Regions from separate parts of the Mus musculus genome. Here region 1 is linked to region 2. Evidence: chromatin contacts called from public HiChIP or PLAC-seq data. All regions are on one chromosome and are shown on one strand. The core of a region is the stretch at or near the end of the contact, and the rest is flanking DNA. Distances in the headings are between cores, read along the strand shown.

Region 1 (2,700 bases), core at 12-2,511, 620 kb after region 2:
CAGGGCTCTCTGGGGCAGTACAAAATGAAGCAAAAAAGAAAGGTGGACTTTCATCTATGAGGCACGCAGGGTGAGGAGTTCTGGGTATCCTCTTGAAGAAGCCATTTGACCCGCATACCTGTCGCAGGGAGAAGAGCTCATGCAAAATGACAAGTGACTTTAAAAGGCAGTGGAGTGAGAAGGATGTCGTTTCTATCGGCTCTTTCTTCCCAGGCTCTTCTCGACCTCTGCCCTTCTCTGAGACCAACCAAGGGAGAGAAGATAAGATCCTATAGAGATGATCCACTGAAGCAGAGAGAATTGACTGTGTTTTCAAATGGCAAAACCCACTCTCCCTGTGTGCAAGTGAATTATCACAGGAACAGCGAATGGATTTGAACACCACTCCATTACTTTCACAGGCGTTGTCTATCACCTTCAAGGAGAGAGATTTTTAAACAGCGACTGCATCATGTTAAGACCGAACTTTTTCCCTAGCCCTAGTAAATTTCTCTGACCCTGCAACACAGCTGACCTCCTAGATGCAAAGCAAGCATTTCTAGGTGATTAAACACATTGGTAGTGAGGCCTTTGACCACACAATAGAACAAAGTAATCAGCCTCCAGAGAGATCAAAACCACAACCTTGTCTTTATTTGATCGTCCTGTCACAGGAGTGCTCAAGGCAGACAAACCCTCGCCGTCCCCGGGCTGCAAAACATTTTATTTCCCTTCACATTTGGAGGGTTGCTGATTTATTAAAACGTGCTCAGCCATTCTAAATAAGCCACTGGACAGAAGGGAAGCAAGTAGTGTTCCTATAAATTATCAAATGGAAAAAGCTCTTACAAAACCTGCGGAGGGCTTGAGCGATGGCAGGTACCAGGTCCTGGAATCCACCTTGGAGAGCAAAAGCAGCTCTCAGCTTTGGTCCTGGGGTCTGGGTTGCCTCGCTTAGTGTAGCCACGTGATCTCACTGCCCCCTGCTGGATGAAATGCGCATATGTTTCTGCTTCTGTTACCCCGAGCCTTTCCCTTACACGAGGCTCCTCCCTCATCTTGATTTTCCTCTGTACTCGGGAAGAATTGTGGTACCTGACCAAAGGGTCTTTTGGGGGTTCCATACCAAAGAAAGACAGGTAGGAAAGCATGCACAGTCTGAGATCACTGTGTGAGAAACAGAGGCCGGGGGCCAAGGGAAACAGTCCAGTGAGAGGCTCCCTGCAAGCACCTCCCACACCCCCCAGATTCCAGCAGTCTACATTTCTGACCCCTGAGGCTTTAGGACCACATCTGAGAAACAGATGCCTATGGAAATCCTTTTTAATATGGCCAGGTACGTGTCTCTTGGGGAAGGCAGGTTTTCTGCTTGAGAACATAATGCCTTTATTTCACAGGTCCACAAGCAGCAGGCTTTCTTCTTTTTAAAAAAAAAAAAAATGTCATGGAAATAAGTCTCCCGTGCTAGAGCACTTTAAAAGTTAAAGGTTTAAAGCAAACGCCCATTCTCAGATACCCATCAGCTATCACACCTCCTAGACCAATGGTTCTAAAGCTGGGGGCCGTGACCATCAGAAAACATGGCTATTTTACAGTAGTAAAATTACAGCTATGACGTAGCAATGAAAACAATTTTATTTGGTTGGGGTCACCAGAACATGATGATCTATATTGAAGGGTCACAGCATTAAGAAGGTTGAGAACCAGTGTTTTCATTTTATTTTATCTGCCTCCATGTCTCATTCTATAGACACCGCACACTGAATAGGAAGGGAGTCTCACTACAGACAAGATAAGAACACTAGACCTGGTTCTAGTCTGGAATAGAAAGATGGGCTGCTGGCTGCTGGGCGATGGTGGTCCACACCTTTAATCCCAGCACTTGAGAGGCAAAGGCAGACCAATCCCCGACATCCTGGCTGTACAGAGTGAGAGCCAGGACAGCCAGGGCTACACAGTGAAACCCACTGGTCAATGGTTAATTCCTGAGCTGACAGAGTCCTGGACAGAGGGTCGTTACAGACAGCTCTATCTTTTTGGGCACTGCCTATGATTGCTTCCTCCTGGCAGTTTCCGTGTTTCAAGTTTCACATTGAGGTCTCTGATCCGTTCAGAGCTCATTTTTGTGCTGGGTGATAAATTTGGGTCCAGTTTGTTCTTCTTCATGCAAACATCTCATTTTTCCAGTAGTTTATTGATGATGCTGTCTTTTCCCAATGTGTATTTGTGGCACATTTGTCAAAGATCAGTCAGCTGTAGCTGCATGCAGTCATGTTTGGGCATTTCTGTTGTTATTCCATTAGTCTATCTGTCGGTTTATGGCAATACCATGCTGTTTATTAATCCAACTCTATAAGATATCTGGAATGGTAATTCCTCTACCCTGCCCCTTTTTCTCAGGATTGCTCCAGCATCTTTTGTGATCCATATGAATTTTAACCTTCTTTTTTCTGCACATTCTGTGGCGGATGTGGGCATTTTGGCTGGGACTACATCAAATGAGTTAATTGATTTTGATAGAATGGTTGTTTTCACAGTGTGAGTTCTACCAAACCATGAGCATGAGAACTCCAGAGTCTTCCTCAAGCTCTTTCTTCAGAGACTTAATGGTTTTACAATGAATGTAAAGATGCTACCCTTTGAAACAGCCCATAAAGGCCCACAAGTTTTAGGCTTCGTCACTAGACTTCGGGACCGTTTGAAGTTAATGGTACAATAGAA
Region 2 (2,700 bases), core at 42-2,541:
GGGGGACTGTGCGAGAAGGACCACATCTTCATTTAGAAGATAGAAAAGTCAAGATGCCTGCATTCTTACATCAGATAGGAAAGATCTCAGCCCTTAAGCTCTAAACATGTTGGCATTTGCTCTTAAAGTTGGAATCTAGCCTTTATAACTATAAGAAAATATGTTTGTACTGGTTAAGTCGATAAACTTGTCATCTTTATTGTATCAATAAAAAGCTAACACAACTTATCCTTATGGCAATCCTCTTGAGGTAAAATAAATAAGAACAATGGTTAAATTTTTTTCCAGGAAAAATAGAGATTTTTCAGAGGTGACACTCCTCCAGAACAAAGCCAAACATCAACAATAAAACTAAACCCTCAACACAACAAAACAGACAAAACCACTTAAAATTGAAATGTTTAAAGAGTCTTTCAAGGACCTAGAATCAAATATGAGTAGATGTAAGTTTGAAATGTAGTTTTCTTCACACAACAATAAAAATCAACAACGTATGCACATATACGTATACACCACAGACATACATGCACATACATATACATACATACTTACATACATGCGTACATACACATTGTTAAAACTAATTTCCAAGCTCTTATCATACATTTTAGGAGGTAATACTTCAAACAAGAGAGAAGGTGTGCCTTTTAAATTATATTTCAGACTGTCACCTTAAATCTCAGTGAAAAGTCTTAGATAAAGACGTATAAAAATTAATTTTTACCTCAGCTCAGTTCTCTTAGGAGTAGACACATAAAAAAATGAGAGAAATATTGTTGAGCATTAGAAAGGGATGGCATGCAACTTGATTGAAATATTATCATAGTTTTAGCTTGAATACCTTCTTGTTGAAGGTTGTGGCAAATGGCCATTACAGTGGCAGTTCCTTAGACATCACCTTGAAATTGCATGAAAGTTAGATTCATCTTGTGGTCCCAGGAAGCTACATCTGATCAGTCTATTGATGGCCAAGGTTGAAATGAGATGAGTTTGACACTTACCTCTGACAATCCATCTTTGAAAAAAAATCTTTAAAAGAAATATTATTTTCTGGTGAGAACAATCATCAACTAGGAGTCCACATGAAACACTAGAACATTGAAATGTGCACCCCATCTACACATCTGGAGCCAGTTTATTTTCCTGGCTTGTGGAAAACTGTAAAACCTGAGGCAGTATTCTACTCTTGTCTCTCATGCAGTCTCAATTAAATAAGATGAGGTCTTGTGCCTGTGGTGGTTTTGTGGTTTGGGCACTGCCTGCGTATTTGAAGTTGGATATACTTCTAATACGACAGCTGTTTTCACTTCAGAGAATGACAACCAGAGGAAATGTACTAACCTTACTGCTTTATTGAGCAGTGCAGATTTATGGCTTTATTTTAGCACTTGCTTTTGGTGACCTGCTCTGGATTAATCCAAACTTATTCTTTCACTGGGCTGAGTTTACTGTCAAAATGTAGCCTGTGCATCTGGAAGTTATCTTTATGTAAAAATGTATTTAACTCCTCATGGACAGGTAAGGTTTCCATGACATCCTTCAAAAATGATGGTGAAAATGCTGTGGCGTCTACCAGATTGCTTATATCTATGTCTCCAACGCGTGTGCTGTCAAATTGGCAGGCTTTGATCACTTGTGTCTCCTCCAATCTTTTTTTTTTTTTTTTTTTTTTTTTATTTTTTTTTTTCCATTTTTTATTAGGTATTTAGCTCATTTACATTTCCAATGCTATACCAAAAGTACCTCCAATCTTAATATGCTTTATAAGTAGAGCCCATGGAAATTAAATGTTAGTGTGAGATGACACTTTGGTGAAGTAGAATGTTCACCAAAACGTTGCTGAACAAGTTGATCATAGTACAATTAGAAAAAAAAAAAACTAAGCAATTCAGAAAATTTACAAAATCATCTTATAATTATTTTCTTCATTAGAAATAATGGGGAATATCAAAATGATACACTCTCACATTAGACTTTAAATAATATTTCCCAAAGAATATTGATAGAATTGATGATAATTATGCCACTGCCCCCAGCCTTGAGCAGGCTGGCTCAGACCTTGTTTGACACAGTTGCTAGCTCGCCTAGGGTGGAGTCTTCTGACCTAGGTAAAGTCTTTTGTCTGCCACATCTGCAGCTTCCTGTGAGAGGCTACCTGCTGAGCAGCTGAGCTTATTTTCCTGACAGATCTTGACAAAGCAACCATGAGATCTTGACATAGTGGGAGATGGGTCCCACCTCCTTAAATATCAGACCCTAGAATTAAAGTTGAGCCTTGATCAGAGAACTTTGTCTTGGCTCCTTATTTCTCTCACTACCTTTCCCATCCAATCCCAACTTTCTTTTCAGGAACCCAGTAACCTGTGGCCACTGGCAGCTACAGATGATAATAATAATAACAACAACAATAATGATGATGATGATAAAAAGAGCAAAATAATTTAGTGTTTTATTTAGAATTCAAAACTTTGAAAAAAAGAAAGTCCATGGAAATTAAACTTCAGTGTAACATGACACTTTGGTGTAGTGGAGAATCCAGGCTTCTTGAACTCAGCCCTCAGGTGTTCGGTGTCAGTAATTTTCTTTAACTAGTTTTTCTTATGACTAAAAGAATGATTTGGATACACTTTAACCAAACTGTTTTGGAAAATACATTAGTGAACCTGTGAGAGACTTCTGCACAGTGCCCTTCAAGACTCT

What was found. HiChIP or PLAC-seq counts read pairs in DNA pulled down with a chosen protein or histone mark.
Region 1: a contact with region 2 is called in an H3K4me3 HiChIP or PLAC-seq map of embryonic limb bud, with 6 times the contacts expected there. The contact joins two enhancer-like sites. A contact is called at or near these places in 5 of 39 promoter capture datasets (the 3T3-L1 cell line, cranial neural crest, hippocampal neurons and 1 more), 1 of 484 Hi-C or Micro-C datasets (the 3T3-L1 cell line) and 1 of 115 datasets of contacts at active chromatin or transcription factors (embryonic limb bud).

The regions. Positions count from the first base shown.
Region 1 is chr17:82,856,755-82,859,454 of GRCm38.p6, forward strand. The region is part of intron 4 of Gm34265 (a long non-coding RNA gene); the gene reads right to left. Among named protein-coding and RNA genes, the nearest start is that of Gm41629, 14 kb to the right of the region's middle. Within about 2 kb of position 1,262, at least 27 of the 459 cell types and tissues checked have an H3K27ac peak or open chromatin away from gene starts, as enhancers often do. A contact at or near this core is called in embryonic limb bud, where this site is marked.
Region 2 is chr17:82,236,415-82,239,114 of GRCm38.p6, forward strand. No RefSeq gene overlaps it. Among named protein-coding and RNA genes, the nearest start is that of Gm22386, 5.5 kb to the left of the region's middle. Within about 2 kb of position 1,292, at least 9 of the 459 cell types and tissues checked have an H3K27ac peak or open chromatin away from gene starts, as enhancers often do. A contact at or near this core is called in embryonic limb bud, where this site is marked.